Regions from separate parts of the Sus scrofa genome. Here regions 2 and 3 are each linked to region 1. A link is a contact called in public HiChIP or PLAC-seq data. All regions are on one chromosome and are shown on one strand. The core of a region is the stretch at or near the end of the contact, and the rest is flanking DNA. Distances in the headings are between cores, read along the strand shown.

Evidence for each region. HiChIP or PLAC-seq counts read pairs in DNA pulled down with a chosen protein or histone mark.
Region 2: a contact with region 1 is called in an H3K27ac HiChIP or PLAC-seq map of skeletal muscle, with 5 times the contacts expected there. The contact joins the promoter of COMMD2 here to the promoter of TM4SF1 in region 1. A contact is called at or near these places in 1 of 47 Hi-C or Micro-C datasets (heart right ventricle) and 1 of 2 datasets of contacts at active chromatin or transcription factors (skeletal muscle).
Region 3: an H3K27ac HiChIP or PLAC-seq map of skeletal muscle shows a contact between it and region 1. The contact joins the promoter of WWTR1 here to the promoter of TM4SF1 in region 1. A contact is called at or near these places in 1 of 47 Hi-C or Micro-C datasets (heart right ventricle) and 1 of 2 datasets of contacts at active chromatin or transcription factors (skeletal muscle).

What each region holds. Positions count from the first base shown.
Region 1 is chr13:89,598,496-89,601,515 of Sscrofa11.1, forward strand. It overlaps TM4SF1 (transmembrane 4 L6 family member 1), which reads right to left and starts at 1,565. Exons shown (of 5, transcript XM_003132478.4): 1 at 1,174-1,565. The coding sequence starts at 1,350.
Region 2 is chr13:89,968,160-89,971,179 of Sscrofa11.1, forward strand. It overlaps COMMD2 (COMM domain-containing protein 2), which reads right to left and starts at 1,425. Exons shown (of 5, transcript XM_003132482.5): 1 at 1,264-1,425; 2 at 1,086-1,163. The coding sequence starts at 1,330. LOC102162381 (a long non-coding RNA gene) reads left to right here and starts at 1,502. Exons shown (of 3, transcript XR_001299763.2): 1 at 1,502-1,700; 2 at 1,865-2,033.
Region 3 is chr13:89,888,019-89,891,038 of Sscrofa11.1, forward strand. It overlaps WWTR1 (WW domain-containing transcription regulator protein 1), which reads right to left and starts at 1,529. Exons shown (of 8, transcript XM_013992351.2): 1 at 1,348-1,529; 2 at 788-1,172; 3 at 740-785. The coding sequence starts at 1,169.

The sequences.
Region 1 (3,020 bases), core at 315-2,814:
GTTTTTGTTTCCCCTTGTAAAGCATAAAAGATAACACAAATCTTCATAGAATAACTGAAACTTTTTATAAACAGGAGAGATGAAAACTCTGTATAATAAAGGTGAGGTGCTTCTTTGAAGATACCATTCTTAGTTGTAGCTTCACAATAAAGCTCTCAAAATAAGTCCGAATGACTGTGAGTTCAAGAGCAAAAGAAGTTTAAAGGAGCACAATGTTACCTTAAAAACAAATGATTCTGAAATTATACCTCAATAAAACAAAACAAAAACTAACTCGAGAACTAGTAGGGAAAAAAGACAAGTCATTATGTTAGCATGATAGTAATGCTTAAATTCAAAATAGATTTGCCATACCACAGTTAGTACATTAAGTTTAAATACACTCTATTTGACTAAGAAAAGTGTTCTGTAGGGTATTAGCAATTCCATAAAACTTCTCTTCAAAATTCTTAATGCCAGCATTTTAAAGTGGCAAACTCAAGTTTGTCCACATTCTTTCCATGCTGTGGTTGAAGCTAATGCTTTCAACTCCCAGGTTGGCAGGCAAATTCCTCTCACTTCACTTAGAAACAGACCTTGGAAAAAGCAACACATTCCACTATTAGCTTCAGACACTGATTTGCTGCTAACTGAAGGATTTTTTTCCTGAACGCCACACCCCAGGCTTACATAAAGGAGAACATTTATAGTCCTTTTTAAATAGTAATGCGGTTGCAATCCATTATTTTTCTGTCACAAATGCCTGAGAATAAACAGCAGAGAATCTGGATCCAAAACTCTGTTGATTTAGACAGAGAATCAGCCAACTCCTCCCAGTGTCCCCTACCTCCACCCCCCCACCCCTGCTGGAGCAAATGTTAAATGACTCCCTCCTGCAGGACCTGAAACGCTATAGTTTCTAGAATCTGATTTTAAAACTAATATCTCTTTCTAGCTGTAAAGGAAAAGAGCTTAGCCCAAAGGGAGTTTGCTTTTCTTTGAAAGGAGATTTTGTAAAACAACATGTAATAAAATGAATACACTGTACCCATCTCAGGGTTCATAAAATCTGCCTTCAGAAGAATGAACAACAATCCTGGATTTGGAAAGATGCCTGATAGAAAACTTTCTATGAAAATATTTCATTTCATGGGAGAGAAGTTTTTAAGGCTGTAATAGTTCCAAGTGACTTACCAGCAAGCCCCCTCCTGCAATGCCAGAGAAGAACCACACAAAGCGGCTGAGATGGTTTTCAGAAGCATACTTTGTCTCCCCATTGGGAAAGTAAAGCAAAATATTAGCTACGATACAGAGGACGGCGAGCCAGGCCAGAGAGTGTCCGATGCACCGAGCACACTTCCCGTAGCACATGGTGGTGGTGGTGGAGTTTATTTCTTTCTCCTTCACTGTGCGGCGGCTCAGCAATGGCCCAGATCAGATGAAAGCGTGCCTGTTTGTGGAGAAAGCAAAAGGAGTTCCCAGCCCATTCCTGCACCCTCTTAAATACTCTGAGTTCTGAGGCACCGGGGTGGATGAGGTACTGGGCTTTCATTGGTCCTGATTGCAGGCTCCGGTTGGGGTGGAGGGAGGTGGGGAAATGTCCCGCCCTTCAGATGAAATCCTTGGGACAAGCGAAACCAGAGGCAGGACGTGAGAAACAGCCTCAGTCATAGCCAAGAGAGAAAATGATTAATCCTCAACAAGAAATTCACTGTGTAACTGCTTCACAGGATTAGAAAAAAAAACAGGAAAGTCTATATTACAACTTTTCAGTAAGTGCCAAGCGTCCACAGCGTGATAGTCGAGCTTGGGGCTGCGATTCTGTTCCACTGCAGCTGTCTGGGTAGCTTCCAGTTGGAAGGCTCTGTGTATGCTCCCACCACGGCACTGATTTAATCCAAGACCTGGGGCAAGTCTCCTGAGCTCTGAGCTCGTTTCCTTGTCTGTTAAAGGCAAGGTGTCCAAACCATCACCCACAGATCTCAGGAAGCTGTTGAGAAAATTACAGAGTTGCCTTCTTTCCTCTGCCTCTGCTGTGCTCTGCAAGACTACGCCTACTGTCCAGCCTTCCTGGACATCTGCCTCCAAAACAAACCTGGCACCGAAACAAAGGTGGCATTAGTCAACACAAAAAGCTCAGGCGCCTTTTTGTTCCTGAATATTACCGTCAGGCAAAGCAGGAAGGGCCTCGGGAAGCCTAAAGCCTGGGGGAAGAATAAAAAGAAGAAGAAAGAAAAAGAAAGGAAGGGAAGAATAAGCAACTTGGCAAGCAGAGTGGGGAAACAAGATTGACAGAGCCTGAAATTACCGAGAGAAACACACATGGCTGAGGAGTGTGCAAGGGTGAGCAGCCATCTACCAGCCAGATTCTGAGATGAGCTGTTACAGGCTTGAAGGAAAAGGCAGAGAACAGTGTTAAACCAACTTTCTGATGTGGTTATCTTGCAGCAAGAGGGGTTGGCTTCTCAATCATTTTAGCCCTTGAGTGACAGGTGGCACTGGCCAGCAAGGCTGAAGGAGGACAGGATGTCCAGGTGGGACCAGAACTGGAGGGGCTCCATCATTAGGAAGTATGAAGAGTACAGAAAAAAGGAAGAAGCCCAGGATGAAGAATTGTTAGTTCAGAGATGGCAGGTGAGCTTGGCTGGTGAATCTGGAAGCTCAGGCTGAAGCCAGAATCTAAAGGATTCTGACCAAATCTAGAGGGCAGGACACATACCAAGCTGGAGGAACCAGCTGGAGCTAGTGACTTGGGATGCAAATAGGGTGGAAGACCCAAGAGGAAGAGGAGCTGAGCACACTAACAGGAGTGGGTATCCAGACTGGCCTGGGAAATGGATGGAAACTGAGTACAGACAGGGAAGCTGGAACGTCCCACCTGCTCAGATCTAGGGAGGAAGTTCTTCACAAAAACATCCTTCTATCACCACCATGCATCCAGTAACTGGGCACGTGTGCCCTCTGTCTTGGCTTTAAGTCCTATTGGAGACAGGATTCCACAGGTGTCACGGCCGTGGGTGGCAGCACAGGTGAACACCTGG
Region 2 (3,020 bases), core at 175-2,674, 370 kb after region 1:
AAGACAATACCAGGCGCATAGTCCTTCTCTTGAGTGCACAGCTACTTCAAGCCTGGCAGAAGGGACAATGTCAGAAACCACCCTTCCTCTGGGTGCGGGGTAGGGGGAGGCAGGAAGGAATACTTCAGCAAAAGCAGATGTTTGAACAATTAATAATAACCCACTCCTGGGTATATATCCTGAAAAACTATAATTAAAAAAGATAATGCACCCCTATGTTCATAGCAGCACAATTCACAATATCCAAGACATGGAATCAACCTAAATGTCCATCGACAGATGAATGGATTAGGAAGATGTGTGACATACACACAATGAAATACTACTCAGTCATAAAAAAGAATGAAATAATGCCATTTGTAGCAACATGGATGCAATTAGAGATTCTTATACTAAGTCAAAAAGTGAAAGACAAATACTATGTGATATCCCTTATATGTGGAAGCTAAAATATGGTACAGATGAACCTACCTACGAACAAAAACAGACTCACAGACATGGAGAATAGACTTGTGATTGCCACGGGTGGGAATGGAGGGAATGGGATGGAGCAGGAGTTTGTGGTTAGCAGATGCAAATTATTACACTTAGAATGGATAAGCAATGAGGTCCTGCCACACAGCACAGAGAACTATATCCAATCACTTGTGCTAGAACATGATGGAAGAAAACATGAGAAAAAGAAAATACATAATTGGGTCACTTTGCTGTACAGCAGAGGTTGACGTAACATTGTAAATCAATTATACTTTAGTAAAAAATTTAAAAAACCTAATAATAACTAAACACTTGCATATTTATGGTTCACCCATCGATTCCACACACTTGGGTGCGTTTAAGCAACGGTAACTCTGGCAGATGGTATGTCTATTTACACCTGATGAAATCGACTTAATACAAGCTTTAAAAAACAATACTTAGAGGACCGGCAGGATTTGCGCCCTAACGGAAGAGCCTTTCTGTTTTATTCTGCTACAACGGGAATAAACCCTTAGATTCTCAATAATCCTTTCGTCTCCAGGGCAACAGAAAACGGCCCGCACTTCCCCGCGCAGTTTGCAAGGTTGCACCTTTCCCTTTCTTACTCGCAGCGCCTTCGTAGATCTTGGGGTTCGAGCCTCGCCTCAGGAACTCCACCGCAATTCGCCCAAACTCGGCGACCACTGCAACGGAAGCCAGGAGACCGTGAGGTTCCCCCCGCCCCACGACACCGATCCCCTCCCCAAAGCGCAGAGCACCACCCTCTGCCGCCTCGCCCTTGACCTGCGCTGTCCACTTGCGGCAGGAAGGCAAGATGCTCCTTATGTTCCTCGGACAGGTCAAGCAGCATCTTCACCGGTATGCGGATTTCAACCCGCAGCACTATCCCCGCCCTCGCCACTTCCGGGCCTTCTGTCCAAACGTAAAGAGACTCCGGCGCCTCAGCGTCCCCGAGCTTTGAGTTCCGGCTTTCGGCAGTCCTACTCGCAAACTTCTGCCGCGGTGCATACTGGGATCAGAGGGTTCTTCTGTTCTCAAATGAGAGGTCCTCTGCTGGGCGCAGGATGCTAGGCTCTGTGGAGGATGAAGAGAAGTTTAAAATTCGACACGCCCCCTTGTGGCGCTTACATTAATAAGGTCAATCGCTAACATTAAGTACTATGTCAGGAAATGTTCTTTACATATATTAACTTATTTAGAGTTCCCAAGAACCTTATGAGGTAAGTACCATTATTGTTCCCTTTAGATGAAAAGGAAACTGCGAGACAGGCCAAGCAACTGAAAGTAACTTTTATAGAGTTATTAGTTTCCACGGAGTTTTTGTGTATGTTATATTGATCTATCTCATTTAATGCGCTCAGTAGCCATGGCATTGTTTGTACAGGTGGATCGTTTTTACAGCGTGGGATATCATTTGTTCAGATGAAGAATCGAAGCTCCAAAGATTACGTTATAAGCCAGTGACAGAGCTGAAAGAAGGTCAGATCCCTTGATCACATGCTCCAAAATTCATCATTCTACACAGCAGGCTGAAAGCTGAAGGTTTGTAACAGGTTTGTATCAGAACTTGATAAAGATGAGGAAGAAAGTAGGCCAATGACTATGCTTCTCTTTAATGTCATGTGTTGAGGATAGTGTGAGAATTCAGTTCCTTTCCCAACTCACTCTTCCCATCTGCTGTGGTTTTAAATATAAGAAACTACACTACAGAATTGCTCATCGATAGGAATGTGACTCTTCAAATATCACCCTCTTGATGGCGGAAAGGGTAGGGGAAAAGAGAGACTTCACATCTGTGGTTATATCTAAGGATTGAGACAGCTTTCTATACTTCAAGTCTCCTGAGCAGAAGTGAACGTTGGAAGAGTTTTTTTTTTTTTTTTTTTTTTTTTTTTAGCTCTGCTCTCTGTGTCTACCTCATCCCTCACATCTGACTGAAACTGAAATTGTCTCCTCCACTGGGGTATAGAAAGGCAGGTCCTTAATCTTGTTAGGTCTTGAAGAGCATTTGCAGAGAGAGCACAATTTTTACTTAGACTATAAGTTGCAGATAAGCAAAAATGGCTTTTTTTTTTTTTTTTGACTTTTTGTCTTTTCTACGGGCGCACCTGAGGCATATGAAGGTTCCCAGGCTAGGAGTCCAATCGGAGCTGTAGCCTCCAGCCTACGCTACAGCCACAGCAATACCAGATCTGAGCCGATCCTGCAACCCACACCACAGCTCACGGCAACACCGGATCCTTAACCCACTGAGCAAGGCCAGGAATCGAACCCGCAACCTCATGGTTCCTAGTTGGATTCGTTAACCACTGAGCCATGACGGGAACTCCAAAAATGGCATTTTCTGAAGAAGGTTTTGTTTGTGCATTGAGAAAATTCCCATTGTATGGGGAATAAGGAATGCTGAATTGAGTCTACAAATGGGTATAATATTATGCCAATATGATATAGCATTTCTTCCCTGTGATTTCAAGGACTGAATTGGGAGTGATGAGGGGAGAATGAAGGTAGGAAATAAGGATTAACAGAATGGGTTGGTC
Region 3 (3,020 bases), core at 279-2,778, 290 kb after region 1:
GGAAGAATGAAAAAGTAGGCTCCTGATGAGATGGTATTTTAGGTTACCAAGTGCCACATAATAAAACTCCTGACCCAATTTCCACACAATTGATTTGTCCAGCCCACAACTACTTCACCAAGCAGTTCCTAATTACATCAGAGGTGCTGTGTGGTCATTATGTCACCCAGCTGGAAACAGTAAGGCTTACTGGGCAGTGTTCACTTTTCCAGCCTGCTTTTCCCAAGAATGGAGAGGCTGCAGACCCCTACATTAAGAAGAGTCCCTCTCCTCCCCAAGCCTCAGAACTTTTCTGGCATTTACATTTGTGTCTCGAACCCAATGGACCAGGCTCTGAATTATCTGATTAGAGGGGGCAGGGAAGGGATTAGAGCTTGGGTCCAGCAATCTGCATAGGTACTCCAGATTCAAGGACAGTCACCTATGTGTTTCATGAGAATCCTCCAAAAAGCACTTTTTTTACTCCTACTTTGAAGAATCTCCATGTCCTGAATCTCTTGTGACTTCCAGGACTCTGTAAGACCTTCACCAGACTCTTACAAGTTGATCTCTTACAATTCCAATACCCAGAGATTCACTCCCTACTTCAAGCTTCCCAGATCTCTGGGGAAAAAACCGTGGAAGGGCACTCATTTCACACACACGTACACACGCACACACGCACACACACGCACAAGAACCAGCGTGGGTGGGCTAAGTATCATGACTCTGTGTCCCCCCTAGCTCCAGGCTGACTTACTTGAGGAAGTATCTCTGGCCAGTGGCCGTGAAGGTCATCTCCCAGCCGGGGGCAGGGGCAGCTCGTCGGTCACGTCATAGGACTGCTGGCGGAGGTGCGCGTGCTGCTGCGCCGGGTTGCCAGCAGCACCCGCGCCAGTGCCCAGCTGCAGAGAAGCGGGAGACGAATGCGAGCGGACGTGCTGGGCGCCACCGGCCAGCCGGGGCCCGGGGTGGCCACCGGACGAGTCGGTACTCGACTGGCGCGAGTGCGAGCCGGAGTCAGGCTCCTTGAAGAACGACTCAGGCAGGATCTTCTTCCGCCAAGAGCTGGGCTTGGGGTTCATCACGGAGTTGAAGAGGGCTTCCAGGTCCGTGTCTAGGTCTTGAGTGACGTGGATCACTTGCTGCCCGGGTGGCGGGAGCGGAGGGGGTGCCGAGGCCGGATTCATCTTCTGTAAGGAGAAAAGAAGTCGGATTAACCTTTTTTATGTAAGGTTGAAGAAAGGGGTACAGGGCGGGCGCGGGGGTAGAATCAAAAGAAAAGAAAGGAGACACATAGGGGTCCTCCTCGAGACCCCAGACACCCATCAGTAAGACCAGCCGGATGGGGGAGGGGTCCCTTCTAACCTCGAGAATTATGCAACTTTCTTGAAGCCCAGAAGTTACCAGGAAAAGGGGGGGAGGGCACTGCTGGAAGTTAACTGCCCTGGAGACGCGGCTGAACTGCTAGTGGCAAAGGACAGGTCGAAACTTTCCAGGGCAGGCAGCCCCCAAAAAAGTTTCAACCGAGCCAACTCCGAGATATCTCGCCTCCGGAACCCGAGGAGCCAAGCGCCCTGGAGTGGTGCCGGGTGAACGGGCGCGCGCCAGCGGGCACTACCTGGGCGCGCAGAGAAGCCGAGTCTGGGCGTGCGGCGGCCGCCGTTCCGCCCGAACTCGCAGTCGGGCCTGGGTCACTCGGGTGCGTTCCGAACTTGCAGGGCTGGAGCCGGGGCCCGGCTGGCAAATTCCGACCCGACTCGGTGCCTGGCAGCCTAGGGGCTTCGGCTCTCACATCCCCCGAACTGGCCTCAGGCGCTCGCGCTCCGAGAGGAGGCGGAGGTGAAGCAGACTCAGCGGCTGCCGCGGATCCCCGACTGTCCCATAAACAAAGTTTGGAGCAAACTCCCACTCCCAGGAAAGAGGCGGGCCCGAAAGTTGAGCTGTTGAATTATGCATGACCTCCAAGTCCAGAGGCTGCCTGCCCCCGCTCGTCCCTCCCCTTCCTCCTCCTCTTTCCACCCCGGCTGCAGAAAACCCTGGGCTTGCTGGGTACTTTGCAGGGTAAGAGGAGCCGGGTACCCCCCACCCACTCCTCCTGGTCGCGCGGACCTCTCCCGCGGAGCCCTGGATCTGCATTCCTTTGAGTTTACCACGGACTTGGGGCGGGATCAAAGGGAAAGTGGCCCGAGCCTGTTTAATCAAGGACTTGCGGACCGAAACCAAGGCTGGGGGCGGCGGAGGGCACGAGGGTGAGGGGCCCAGATCGAGGAAGGGCCTGTCCTAGGCGCCGCTCCCTCTCTTCATGCAGGGTGCCGTGCCGAAGTTTTGAGCACAGGATCCCGGGACTGACCCATAGGGCGGGCCTGGGTGCGCCCCGACTCGAGTAGACACCAACGAGGCCAGCATTTCCAAGGGAGGCTGCTGAGAGCTCGTGACCATATTTGGTCTGGCGAGGAGGCACCTCGGCAGTTTGGCTTTCAATTGTCTGCTCGTGCGTAGACGGCTCACAGAAAGTGCTTCTGTCGTTAGGGATGGGGCTTCGTCAACTGGTTCATTGTAAACAAACAATCTTCAAACCTTTTATCAATCCTTTTTTTCCTCTCCGGGGTGACTCGAGTTACTAGGAATTGAGAAGAAACCTAGCCAGAGCTGGGCGCTGGAAAAGGAGAGCAATTGCGCCCCCCTCTCTCCAGAGACATCCGCGCGGGTTAGTGGGAGGATTGGAATGTCCCTGACGCCCTCCGAAGAGCCTGGAGCCGGGATGGAACCAGAGCAGGTGGCTGGGAGTAGAAAGGGTGCGCCAGTGACCCGGAAAAAACACCCACCCTCCCACCGACTGGATCTGGGCAAGTGGTGGAGACCCCCTGCTTCTAGATCTAGCATGCTAAGACAGCTGAGGGAAGTAAGAGGCTGCCTGACCCTCTGGAGCAACTCAATTCCTTCTTTCCCTTGTCCCCACTCCATTTGGGGGCCGGAGAGAGTGGCTTCGAGGTAAGTCAGGCTTCAGAGAGCCCCTAGTCCACCGCATTTGATTCAAA